2 separate regions of the Zea mays genome follow, and region 1 is linked to region 2. The links are chromatin contacts, called in public Hi-C maps. All regions are on one chromosome and are shown on one strand. Each heading gives the region's core, a stretch centred on a gene start, on an enhancer-like site or on the middle of the called end of the contact. The rest is flanking DNA. Distances are from core to core; before and after follow the strand shown.

What was found. Hi-C and Micro-C count contacts between places; a contact is called where the count stands out from the background.
Region 1: a contact with region 2 is called in a Hi-C map of leaf, with 3 times the contacts expected there. The contact joins the promoter of LOC103632299 here to the promoter of LOC103632296 in region 2. A contact is called at or near these places in 4 of 25 Hi-C or Micro-C datasets (ear, endosperm, leaf and 1 more).

Annotation. Positions count from the first base shown.
Region 1 is chr7:44,307,444-44,310,143 of Zm-B73-REFERENCE-NAM-5.0, reverse strand. It overlaps LOC103632299 (glycosyl hydrolase family 10 protein / carbohydrate-binding domain-containing protein), which reads right to left and starts at 1,448. Exons shown (of 9, transcript XM_020541402.3): 1 at 974-1,448. The coding sequence starts at 1,153.
Region 2 is chr7:43,919,206-43,921,905 of Zm-B73-REFERENCE-NAM-5.0, reverse strand. It overlaps LOC103632296 (luc7-like protein 3), which reads left to right and starts at 1,337. Exons shown (of 9, transcript XR_555807.4): 1 at 1,337-1,555; 2 at 1,649-1,777; 3 at 1,873-1,912.

The sequences.
Region 1 (2,700 bases), core at 199-2,698, 390 kb before region 2:
GTTATGTATGATCTTCTCAAAAGTTCTGCATGGTCTACTGCACTCGAGTGCCCAACATGTCTTGGAATCTCCCAAACCCAATGGGCTACATTTGGATCTAGGAGGCTTCACCAGTATTGATAGAGACGACTTCAGCTGAGTGAGATCTACTCCCAAAAAAAAACAGGAAACCACAAATCTTCAATGGTTGCCGTCGTTTCCCTAAATAAACAGCCAGCAAAGGTGAAATATGTACAACCGATTGCAACACACGCACCTTGAATCTTTGTTCAGTGGGAAACCAAATCAACAGCTGATTGGCTATGCTAATGAAATCACCAAAATCCTATATACTGCAAGGCCTACCGAAACAATCAAACAAACATCCACAGCAAGAGACGAATGCAGCGGCCACTGGTATACCTTGGGCTCGGAATCGGGACCCTGTGGATCTGGTTGCGGGAGCGAGCGGTCAGCCCGGCGAGGGCGGAACAAAGACGAGAGCCAGCTGCAGCGCCTCCTCATCTCATCCAACCCAGAAATCCCGTCCCCGCAGCAGCAGCAGCAGCTACCCAGCGAATGGCAAGAAGTCAAAACAGGGGAGTGGAAGGAAAGCCGCGTAAGGTAGGCGGTCGTTACCTTCCCTCCCCTCACCTACCTAACTGGCTACCGAGGTGGCGGCACCGTCGACACGACAGCTTGGACCTTGGGACGGAAGGAAAAGCATGATTCGGGACGGCACGGAGATGCGCCCGTGAATGCGACAGCGGCGCCGAAGCGTCTTCCCCAAGAAATGCCGGCGCGCGTGCCTGCGTCCGGGGCGATGGAAAAGGAATCGGATGTGAAGAATGCCGCGGGAGAAGGATTACTGGATTAGGAAGGCCCAGTTATCCTATCCTACGCAGTCTCGTCTCCTGGGTCTTTGAGGCATAAAGATGAACACCTTCCTCTAAAGCCAGATGAGTGCGAGCCAGAGGTAAGCCGTAAGCAGTACCTCTCTGCAGGATCGGCGGCCCCTAGAGACAGAGGCCGCGACGTGTCGGTGTTCGGCGAGCTGGGACGGCGGCGGGACAATCGAGAAGTAGAGAACTCTGCGATTCGCGCCGTCGATCGGCAGTGAGGATCCTGCTGGGCTAGGAGGGAATGAAGAAGATGTCGAACAAGTCAACGTCATGAAAAGGGTTGCAAACAATGCGAGGGTCTAACCGCAGCTAACTTCGTTAGACTTTTTCTTTTTACCTTCTATTTGAATTTCACACTATAAACGATCTAATCAGTATTTTGAAGAGATCAAACTATAATGGTGGTATGTGTCGATTGGTCAAGGGATGATGTGGTTTGCTAAAGCATCTCAATAGTTATGTAAATTAAGCACCCTAAATTATAGATTTGGAGAGTTCTCCTTTATCTGTTGTTTGAGCGAGCGTTAGTTCTGGCTGTGTTAGTGCCTTATGCTGTATCGAGTATATTTCTCTTTTATTGTTCATCATAGTTTGATCAAGGATGACGAAACAGATGCACACACAGTGACATAACAGAAAGGACCACACGTAAGGATAAAAATGGTGGATGTTCGCTAGACTTAACAACCCTCTTGATCTAATCAAGTATGACAAAGCGGGTGCACACAGTGACATACTAAAAAGACCACACGGTCAAGGATAGAAATGGTGTATCCCATTGAAATCTTCGTATAACAATGGCCACTTGTTTCTCTTACTATGTATAGGGACAAGGGTCAAACCGTACAGGTACAAAAAAAACTCATATTGTAATACTTCTCACATAGACATGAGAGTCAAGCACTCTACTTTGTAACAAACGAAAGCCAGTATCAAAGACTTTAGCACCAAACTAGACATAAGAGTTCTTTCCAAACCAGTTTAAACTTTCTTCCTATTTTGTGTCTAGATCAGGGTCAAAATATAACAGTGGCACACTAACCCCATCCTATCATACAAATTTACTAGTTGTGGGGTCAAAACCACAAAAGATGGCGTGCCAATTAGGGGGTTTCACATGTTACATTTATCTCTCGGTGGCTTTGGACATTTCCTGCAGCACCTTCACCACCTTGGTGCCATTTCTAGGAACGACGAGTGGCTCCGGACTATACCCGCTGCCCCAGAATATTAGTGTTGTTATAGATATTGCCCATTGCATTATTACCAGTCTAAAAGGGCCTTCGGTTTTCGAAACCTTTGTTACCTCAACTTTCTTTGATTCTTACTTAATGTTTGTGTATTATGTCATTTTTTTATTAATTAGTGCTCTATGATCTTTTTTGTGTAGAGTTTTCCTAACCATTTTTCTTTCCATCATTTAGGTAAATCTGACGATTAGGGCAGAAGACTTTTCGAGTTTAAAAGGGCCTCCGGCCTTCGAAGGTTGTGTATATATTTTTCCTCTACGGGCTAGTTTGAAAACACTATTTTCACATGAGATTTTTAATTTTTCAAGGAAAAATGAACTAATTTCTCTCGAAAAAATTGAAATTCCTTGAGAAATATGATTCCCAAATCAGCCCTAACTCTGTTCTTTTTCCCGTGATACATATCGTCTCATTAGCTTACTACTGATATTCATTTTCAATATACTTTTCTAACTGTTTTGTGTTTTCAGTGAAGTATAAACTTTTGTTCCACAACATGGACTTCATTATCGTCTACATATCCCCTCAGAGATTTGCTGCTTGATCAAGGTTCCTTTTTATTACACCCT
Region 2 (2,700 bases), core at 88-2,587:
CCCTAAGTACATGCCATCGTGGCGGCCGGAGAGGTTTTGGCGCCCGGTTTGTGTGATGTCGTGGCCGTCGGAGGAGCGCTGGAGCCTGGCGGAGGGACAGCTGTCGGGGCTGTCGAGTCCTTACTGACGTCCTCTTGCTTCCGTAAGGGGGCCGAGAGCCACCATCATCAAAGAGCGTGCGGGGCGCCATCATTGCCTATCTGGCGGAGCGAGCCAGATGGGACGCCGGTCTTGTTCCCCGTAGCCTAAGTCAGCTTAGAGTAGGGTAATGATGGCGCCTCCCACGTGGCCGGCCCGCGCCCTAGGTTGGGCGATGTGGAGGCTCCTTCGAGGTCGAGGTCGAGTCCGAGCCCCTAGGTCGGGCGAGGCGGAGGCCGTTGGCTGAGGCTAGGGCGGAGTTCGAGTTCTGGGGTCGGGCGAAGCGGAGTTCGTCGTCTTCCGGGGCTTAGCCCGAGTCCGAGCCCTGGGTCGGGCGGAGCGGAATTCGCCGTCTTCCGGGGCTTAGCCCAAGTCCGAGCCCTGGGTCGGGCGGAGCGGAGTTCGTCGTCTTCTAGGGCTGAGCCCGAGTCCGAGCCCTGGGTCGGGCGGAGCGGAGTTCGCCGTCTTCCGGGGCTTAGCCCGAGTCCGAGCCCTGGGTCGGGCGGAGAGGAGTTCGCCGTCTTCCGGGGCTCGCCGTCTTCCGGGGCTTAGCCCGAGTCCGAGCCCTGGGTCGGGCGGAGCGGAGTTCGCCGTCTTCCGGGGCTTAGCCCGAGTCCGAGCCCTGGGTCGGGCGGAGCGGAGCTTCCTATGGTGCCTGCGGCCGGGCCTGACTGCCTGTCAGCCTCACTTTGTCAAGTGGCTCCGCAGTCGGAGCGGCGCAGGCGGCGCTGTCTTTCTGTCACACCGGTCAGTGGAGCGGCGAAGTGACGGCGGTCACTTCGGCTCTGTCGGCTGAGGGGCGCGCGTCAGGATAAAGGTGTCAGGCCACCTTTGCATTAAATGCTCCTGCGATTTGGTCGGTCGGTGCGGCGATTTGGTCAGGGTTGCTTCTTGGCGAAGATAGGGCCTCGGGCGAGCCGGAAATATGTTCGCCGCTGGAGGGGGGCCTCGGACGAGGCGAAGATCCTCCGGGGTCGGCTGCCCTTGTCCGCGGCTAAGCTCGGGTCAGGCGTGATCGAGTCCTTCGAATGGACTGATCCCTGACTTAATCGCACCCATCAGGCCTTTGCAGCTTTATGCTGATGGGAGTTACCAGCTGAGAATTAGGAGCCTTAAGGGTACCCCTAATTATGTTCCCCGATAGGTTTAACTTTATAATTATTGATTTAAGTAGTATTTTGTAAAACTATTTAAGTTGCTCTAAACCAGAAGACTAAAAATTAGTGACTAAAACCAAACGCGCCTTATCTTCGTCTGTTCCTAGATTCTACTAGGACGAGCCCAAATCCAAATCGTCCTGAGGAAAGGGTAAAGAAAGTGAAGCAAGGGGCTGCCTGGCTTAGGGTTTCTTGACGGCTCCTTGCCCTCTCCGCCATGGACGCGCAGCGAGCCCTCCTTGACGAGCTCATGGGCACAGGTAAAGTACCCACCAGATCCCCCCTCGCCCGAATGACGCCGGCCCGTGCCCTATCCCTACCCCTAACCGCGTCGCGGGTGCTGTCGTTCGCAGCTCGTAACCTAACGGAGGAGGAGAAGAAGGGGCACAAGGAGCTGAAGTGGGACGATCCGGACGTGTGCGGCCCCTACATGGTCCGGTTCTGTCCCCACGACCTTTTCGTCAACACCAAGAGCAATCTCGGTATGGCCGTTCCTTCGTTTCTTTCTCTCTTTTTCTTAATATGTTTTGCAGTGATTTTATTTTACTCATAACAAGTTTGGTTGGGGTGTTTGCAGGGCCGTGCTTGAGGATCCATGATCCGAAGCTCAAGGAAAGGTGATACCAGTTGTGAAGCTTAATATATTGAGATGTAAATAAATAAAAACCAACATGCTTCTTGTAAAAAAAATAAGTATGATTTTGTTGCTGTAATCCTTTAATAAAGCGTTATGTTTAGGAAGCAAAGTAGGGTATTGAATAGACTGCAACTAGGAATAGAGAAACCTTGCTATTGGGAGCCATATGGCATGACACCAAAGTATAATAGACGATTGTGTTATATGAATTGCTAGAATGGTAGAGTGGGCTAGTTTTTAGTTGTGAGGATTAAGCTGTCTTATGTTCCTGTTAGGCCACAGGTTTTCATTTGACTGGTACATCTTTTGTTTGAAATTAGACAGCACATTAGAACTGTACTGTGAAATGACTGTGCCATGATGCCCCCCTATCCAGTCTAAAAATAAATAGTTGCTCCAGGATATTACACGTCCTACAGCAACAATGTTCTCTCAATTTTAAAATTATAGTATATTTGGGAGTCTCTGGCACTGGGTCTGCCCTTCTTATATCAAGACATAAAAAAAATTTCTCAGCGGAATATTGAGAGGAATTTGATCTTATATGGTGAAGAAGCAAGGTTGAATACGTATTAACGAAGGGTTCAGAAATGTGTCTAGGTATTCTAAATATTATATTTTGTGTAAATAAAAATCTTTAGGTGAATTAAGTGAGAGTTGCATCCGATTAAAATTTAAGAGGTAGCTGCCCACCCTTTGTAGTTGGCAAATAGGATATAATTAGCACCCTCATTCCCAATTGATGTCTAGCCATGCTGTATTCTCCTG